Regions from separate parts of the Sus scrofa genome. Here region 1 is linked to region 2. Evidence: chromatin contacts called from public Hi-C data. All regions are on one chromosome and are shown on one strand. Each heading gives the region's core, a stretch centred on a gene start, on an enhancer-like site or on the middle of the called end of the contact. The rest is flanking DNA. Distances are from core to core; before and after follow the strand shown. Region 1 holds the start of PDGFA (platelet-derived growth factor subunit A). Region 2 overlaps LOC110259826 (a long non-coding RNA gene).

Region 1 (2,700 bases), core at 63-2,562, 41 kb before region 2:
CCAGAGGGAATCACTCGGGAAGGTTTGCTCTGGGTGGCAGCCCCCCAGGACTCAGCGAGCCTCTACAGAGAGGAGGGAAGGCCCCGCCCCCACCCTGCAATAAAGGTGACCTTTCCTCCCTCATCCCCACACCCGCTGTCAAAGCGAGTCCTTTAACCCCAAAGCAATGTCCCCGCATCCCCTCTGCCCGAAAGGAATCTGAGGCTCAAGCCTCTGAGTTAAGCCACAGAGGGCTCCGCTGGGGGTCCAGTCTGAGTCCTGGCAGTGCCCTTCCAGAAACCATCCAGGGGTCTGTAAGGTCCACCTGGATGGACGACCACTGTCCCTCACGTGCTTTTAGACGTTTCCAAGTGTTCCCCAGGTGTGCCTGGGTCCTCCCTGATCCAGCCTCCCCGAGAGCGCGTTTGAGAGAGAGGGGTCGCAGGTGGGGCTACAGTGGGGAGGCAGGTGCGTTTGGGGGGTCTGCAGGTGTGGAGGCATGTGGAAAGGCTCGCCCTTCCCCCCACGTATTTAGGGGCAGGCTAGCGCCCCCCCCCCACCCCAAGCGCCCACCGGACTCAGCCTTTGAAAAGCCGGTGCCCGCCAAACCAGGATGAAAGACCGCCCGCAGGGTTGCGTCTTTACTGCCTTCGGCGGGAGGGCGGCCGCGGCGGGCAGGGCCTAATCCGCAGGATCGGGGCAGGGGGTGGAGGGCCAGGGCGGGAGGGACTTCTTTTTCGGCCGCCCACCCACTCATTCGGAAGTCTCCTCGCCTCCAAAGGGTCTCGCCCTCTAGCTTCGGGATCGCATAGCCCATCACCCGTCTAGCCCTGGTACCGGGGCTCGTCCGCCCCCTCGAGAGGCCGCCGCCGGGGTGCGATCCCACCTGGCCTAGACAGGCGGAATCCACAGCCCGGCGCACCGCCCTTATGGTGGCGGGGGAGCCGTCCAGCCCTGTTCAGGCTTCGGCCTCCCGCGCATCGCGCCCCCGCATCGCGCTCTGTGCGGCGCCGCGGCCGGAGGTGGCGCTCTGTGCGCCCAGCGGATCCTGGCGCGGAGGCTCAGACTCCGGGGTTCCTCACGAGCGGCTCTTTTCTCTTCGTTCCCTTCCTCCCCTCGGGTTCCCGGCTCAGGCCGCGGCCCGGCCTTGCACGAGGGAGTGGGGACTTGGGGTCCCAGGGTGGGGACGAGGCCCGCTGCAGCCCCCTGCTCCGACCCGGGCGCGCTCCCATCTCGGAATGTGGGTGGAGGTTCCCCATTCAGATGCCCCAGGCATCGGATTCTGGGCGGGGGCGCGTGGCAGCCGCCAGGTGAGTGCCCCAGACGCGCGGCTAAACCCGCCCCACCTCTCACCAAAGATTCCCTCCCCCTCCTTTTATGGAGAAGGGGAGGCAGGGGCCCAGGATCCGAACCGTGGAGAGAGGCCGGAGCGCCAGGGCGGGGGGCGGGGGCCGGCTCGCTTTTGCCCTTTTTGGCGTAGCAGCTCTGGGCGCTGCCCTCTGCCGCCGCTGGGGCCCGAGAGAGGCGAGCCGGCGACGGCGGCGCTTCTGCGGCGGCCTCCTCCCCTCCCCGTCCGGTGCTGCAGGACTGCAGCTGGCACTGGAGGGTGGGCAAGCTCGAGGGAGGGGCGCGCGGGCAGTCCCGGCCGGCAAGCGAAGCCCCCGCGGCTGTGCTCGGAGCGGGGCGCGGGGCCTTGATGGATTTTACTGCCTGCGTGAGCGCGTGTGTGTGCTCACTGCGGCGGCGGCGGCGGCGGCCGGGCCCTGCCCGGCCCGTGCGGCCCCCGCGCGCTTCCGAGGTGCGGGTCCGGGGCCCGGAATACGGGGGAGGCGAGGGGGAGGGGGCGGGGGAGGGGCGCGGCGGCGGCGGCGCTATAACCCCCTCCCCGCCGCCGGCCGGCTCCACACGCGCGCCCTGCGGAGCCCGCACAACTCCGGCAAGCCGGGCCTGCCCGCGCCTCCTTCCTCCTCTTCCTCTCCTGCCAGCAGCGGCGGCGCCGGCCCGGCCCTGCGGCCGCCCTCAGGCCCGCGCGGCAAGGCCCCGGGCCGGCGGCGGCTGCCAGGCGGCGCGGCCGCGGGCGCTGCCCGGCTCGGGCCGGCGGAGGGCGGAGCGCGGCGCCGGAGCCGAGGGCGCGCCGCGGAGGGGCGCACGCAGGCCGCCGGGCCGCGCCGTGCTGGGCCGCGCCGTGCCCGGTCGGGCGGCGGCGGCGGCGGGAGGAGGCCGGAGGCGAGCGCGGGGCCGGCGGTGGGCGCGCAGGGCCGCCCGCAGCCCGCAGGGAGAGCGCGAGCCCGCTCCGGGCCTGGCCGGGCGTCCAGACAGGTGATGGGTGGTGCAGCGGCAGCAGCTCCAGCCTGGCTCCGGGGTCCCTTTCGGGGCTGATGCCCGCAAATATGCAGAATTACCGGCCTGGTCGCTCCTAGAGCCAGCGCCGGGGAGCGAGCGCGGCGGCGGCCAGCACCGGGAACGCACCAAGGAAGAGGCCCAACCCCCGCCCTCCGCCCCTTCCGTCCCCACCCCCTACCCGGCAGCCCAGGAGGCTCCCGGCGCGGCGGGCGCGGCAAGCGCGCACTCCCTGCTCCTCCTCCTCCTCCTCCTCGCTGGCGCTGCCTGCCTCTCCGCACTCGCTGCTCGCGCCGGGCGCGCTCGTTGGCTCCCTGCTCTCCGCGCCACCCTCCTCCGGGCCGCGCTCCCTGAGGGATGGTACTGAATTTCGCCGCCACA
Region 2 (2,700 bases), core at 76-2,575:
GAGCCCCATCCCCCGATGTCCTCAGGATGGAGCTGGCCTCACCCCTCTGCGGTCGGCAGCTTGGGCTCCTGGTCGCTGGGGGCCCCGTCTGTCGAGCTCAGGCTCTTTGCGCGGCTCAGGCTCTTTGCGCGGCTCCGGCTGGGATCTGAGGACCCCCACCTCCCAGGGTGGCCCATGAGCTCCCAAGTGGCTTCAAAGAAGAATTTCTCACTCAGAGTTGGGGGGTTGACCAGGGGAGGCGGTCTTCTTAGACGGCTTTTGACATTGCAGGCTGGGGACTGGGGTGTCCGGGCGCAGCTTGGAGGTCTCTGCTCAAAGGGCAGGTGCGAGGTCCCAGGCGGCCCTGGCAGGGGCTGCACCCCTCAGCGGCCCCGCCCGCCCCTCCCCCGTCCCCTTTCCCCCCGTCTCCAGGGGACGTGGTGGCATCTGGAGGGAGAGGCCTGGGTCCCAGAGGCACAAGGGCCCTGGTTGCGGCTGCCGTGGGCGAGGGGGCTGACCTGTGTCCCCAAGTCCTGAAAACCCTTCCCTTTCCATTCGGAGCCCCTGCCGCAGAGCAAGGAGGGCGGTGTCTTTAGAAAGAGCTGCGATGTGCGACTTTAGTTTATCCATTGACCGCCGAACACAAGGCCCTGTGTGTCCACGTGGGTCCTTCTGGTAGCCTGTCTTGAGGGGCCTCCAGAGCTGTCCACAAGGCAGGCAGGGCACCACAAGGCCCCCCAACGAGGGCGAGGGGCTCTAGGTGCCGCGGGGGCGGTGCGGCAGCCGAGGCTCGTAGACCCACAGGAATCGGCATAGCCACGCAGCACTGGTGGCCCCTCTCGATGGCCCGGGTGCCACTGTCTGGGGGCGGCTGTGGCCAGACCGCCACCCGTGGTGCCGGGAGGAGAGGCTGCCCTCAGTTTGGGTCTGTGCTCACCGCCTCCCGAAATTCACCACCGGAGATCGGATTCAGAGCTAAGGAAACATTTATTTTAAATGTAAGTTGATCGTGGTGGAAGCCCTGCATGGGCCTGCTGGCCTTGGCCTGTGGACATTGGGGCCGATGATATAAATAGGGCACAGTTGCTGCTGCTCTTAATCCAGAGGGGCCCTGTCGGTGGCCGTGTGCGGGGAGCCTGATGGGGCCAGGCCTGTGGTTGGGGTGGCCCACCGCAGGGGTCGGGCCCTGCTGGCCCCTCAGCTGCCCTCTCCCGCCCTCATTTCCCCGTGGGAGGAAACCTCCTGTGGCCCCTCCTGCAGGTGGAGGACCGTGGACGCCCCTTGTGCCCGCATGGGCGGCCCCGGCCTGTCCCTTCGCCCTATCCTTGACCCCAGTCTGTGCTCTGCCCACGTGAACCTGACCTGCTGAAAATCGTCCCTCTGCTGCCGCCTTGTGCGGCTCCAATGGGAGCCCCCCTCACCTTCCTGGGAGTGGGGGGGCCTCAGCACGGCCCCCCTCACTCAGCTCTCCCTCCCCTGCTCCCCCCACCCCCCCGGGGGCCTGACATCCTGCTGCAGGATTCTGAGCTGTTCCATGCCCTCCACCCCACCCCCCGCTCCCCAGTCATCGGAAACAAAGGCGGAGAATGCCGAGGGCCCCTGGGACGTGTGACAGCATCTGGCTGGGCTCCAGGAGTCACCCACAGGCATGCCGGGGAGCTGGCGGGCGGCCAGGAGTGTCCCGCCAGCAGCCCTGTGGGTGTGGGGGCGGGAAGTCCGGGGAACAGGCCACTTCCCGGGACCCACCCCCTGCACCAGGAAGCCAGCCGGGTCCGTCCACCTGTCCATCCACCCTGCTGGCCCGGGGGCAAGAGGCCGGGCCAGCAACGCCAGAAGGAGTCTTGGCCCTTCCCCTTAGGGACGGGGAAATGGAGGATCGGAGAGGAGTGATGTCACGTGGGCCCCCCGAGTCCCAGGGCCCAGCCCAGCCTAGCGGGGAAGCGACCGAGGGCTCAGGGAGTGAAAAGTGCTTTTGGGAGAACTTGCCCAGCATCGCTCCGAGTTAACGGGTAGGATTCCTGCTTTAGCCACGTGGAGACAGAGCCAGAGGCCTTCAATCACGGGCAGCGTGGACCAGGGTCAGAATGGGCTCTGGGCAGCAGGGGCGGGTCCAGGGGCTCAAGGCGGGGCTAACGGCAGCCAGGGGAGCCCCACCTCTGAATTCGCACTTTTTGGGGGGGTGCTGAGGCCCCAGAGCTAAGTCTCTGACAGCCTCCAGTGAGGGGCCCTGGGTGGGGTGACGTCCATGTGCTCCTCCCGCGGCCCCAGCTGGCAGGGTGCCTCGAGGCCCCGGGCTCCCCTCCAGCGCAGCTCCGAGGCAAGGCCCAGGGTGGCGGCTTCTCCTGGGCCCCCCCGCCTGGGAGTTGTGGGGAGAAGCCGGCCGTGGCTTGGGGTGAAAGGAAGGTGTGGAAGCTCCTAGCTCGACCTGCCGGGGGCAGGGACTCCTCGGGCATCACTGGGCATCCATGTGGCCCAGGGTTAGTGCAGACCTGGGGGTCTGCTGGTGCAGTGAAGCCAGGCTCCCCCCACCTGCCTCAGAACCCCACTCGGGGCTGCTGGGGACCCCAGACCTGTCACCAGGGGCTCAGAAATTGGGGCCGAGGGGAAGTCGGGACCCCTGTCCGAGGGTGGACGAGGGTGGCCGCTCCAGGGCTGGGGTTTGGGTGGCGATGTGGGGAGGGGGCCAGTGTCCCCCCACTCTCTTCCTCACACAAGAGCTGG

Evidence for each region. Hi-C and Micro-C count contacts between places; a contact is called where the count stands out from the background.
Region 1: a Hi-C map of skeletal muscle shows a contact between it and region 2, with 2.0 times the contacts expected there. The contact joins the promoter of PDGFA here to the enhancer-like site in region 2. A contact is called at or near these places in 5 of 47 Hi-C or Micro-C datasets (embryonic fibroblasts, epiblast stem cells, retroperitoneal adipose tissue and 1 more) and 1 of 2 datasets of contacts at active chromatin or transcription factors (skeletal muscle).

Annotation. Positions count from the first base shown.
Region 1 is chr3:321,579-324,278 of Sscrofa11.1, reverse strand. PDGFA (platelet-derived growth factor subunit A) reads left to right here and starts at 1,312. Exons shown (of 6, transcript XM_021085925.1): 1 at 1,312-1,777. The coding sequence starts at 1,676.
Region 2 is chr3:280,301-283,000 of Sscrofa11.1, reverse strand. All of the region lies in intron 1 of LOC110259826 (a long non-coding RNA gene), which reads left to right. Among named protein-coding and RNA genes, the nearest start is that of PDGFA, 41 kb to the left of the region's middle. Within about 2 kb of position 1,325, at least 28 of the 83 cell types and tissues checked have an H3K27ac peak or open chromatin away from gene starts, as enhancers often do. A contact at or near this core is called in retroperitoneal adipose tissue and skeletal muscle, where this site is marked.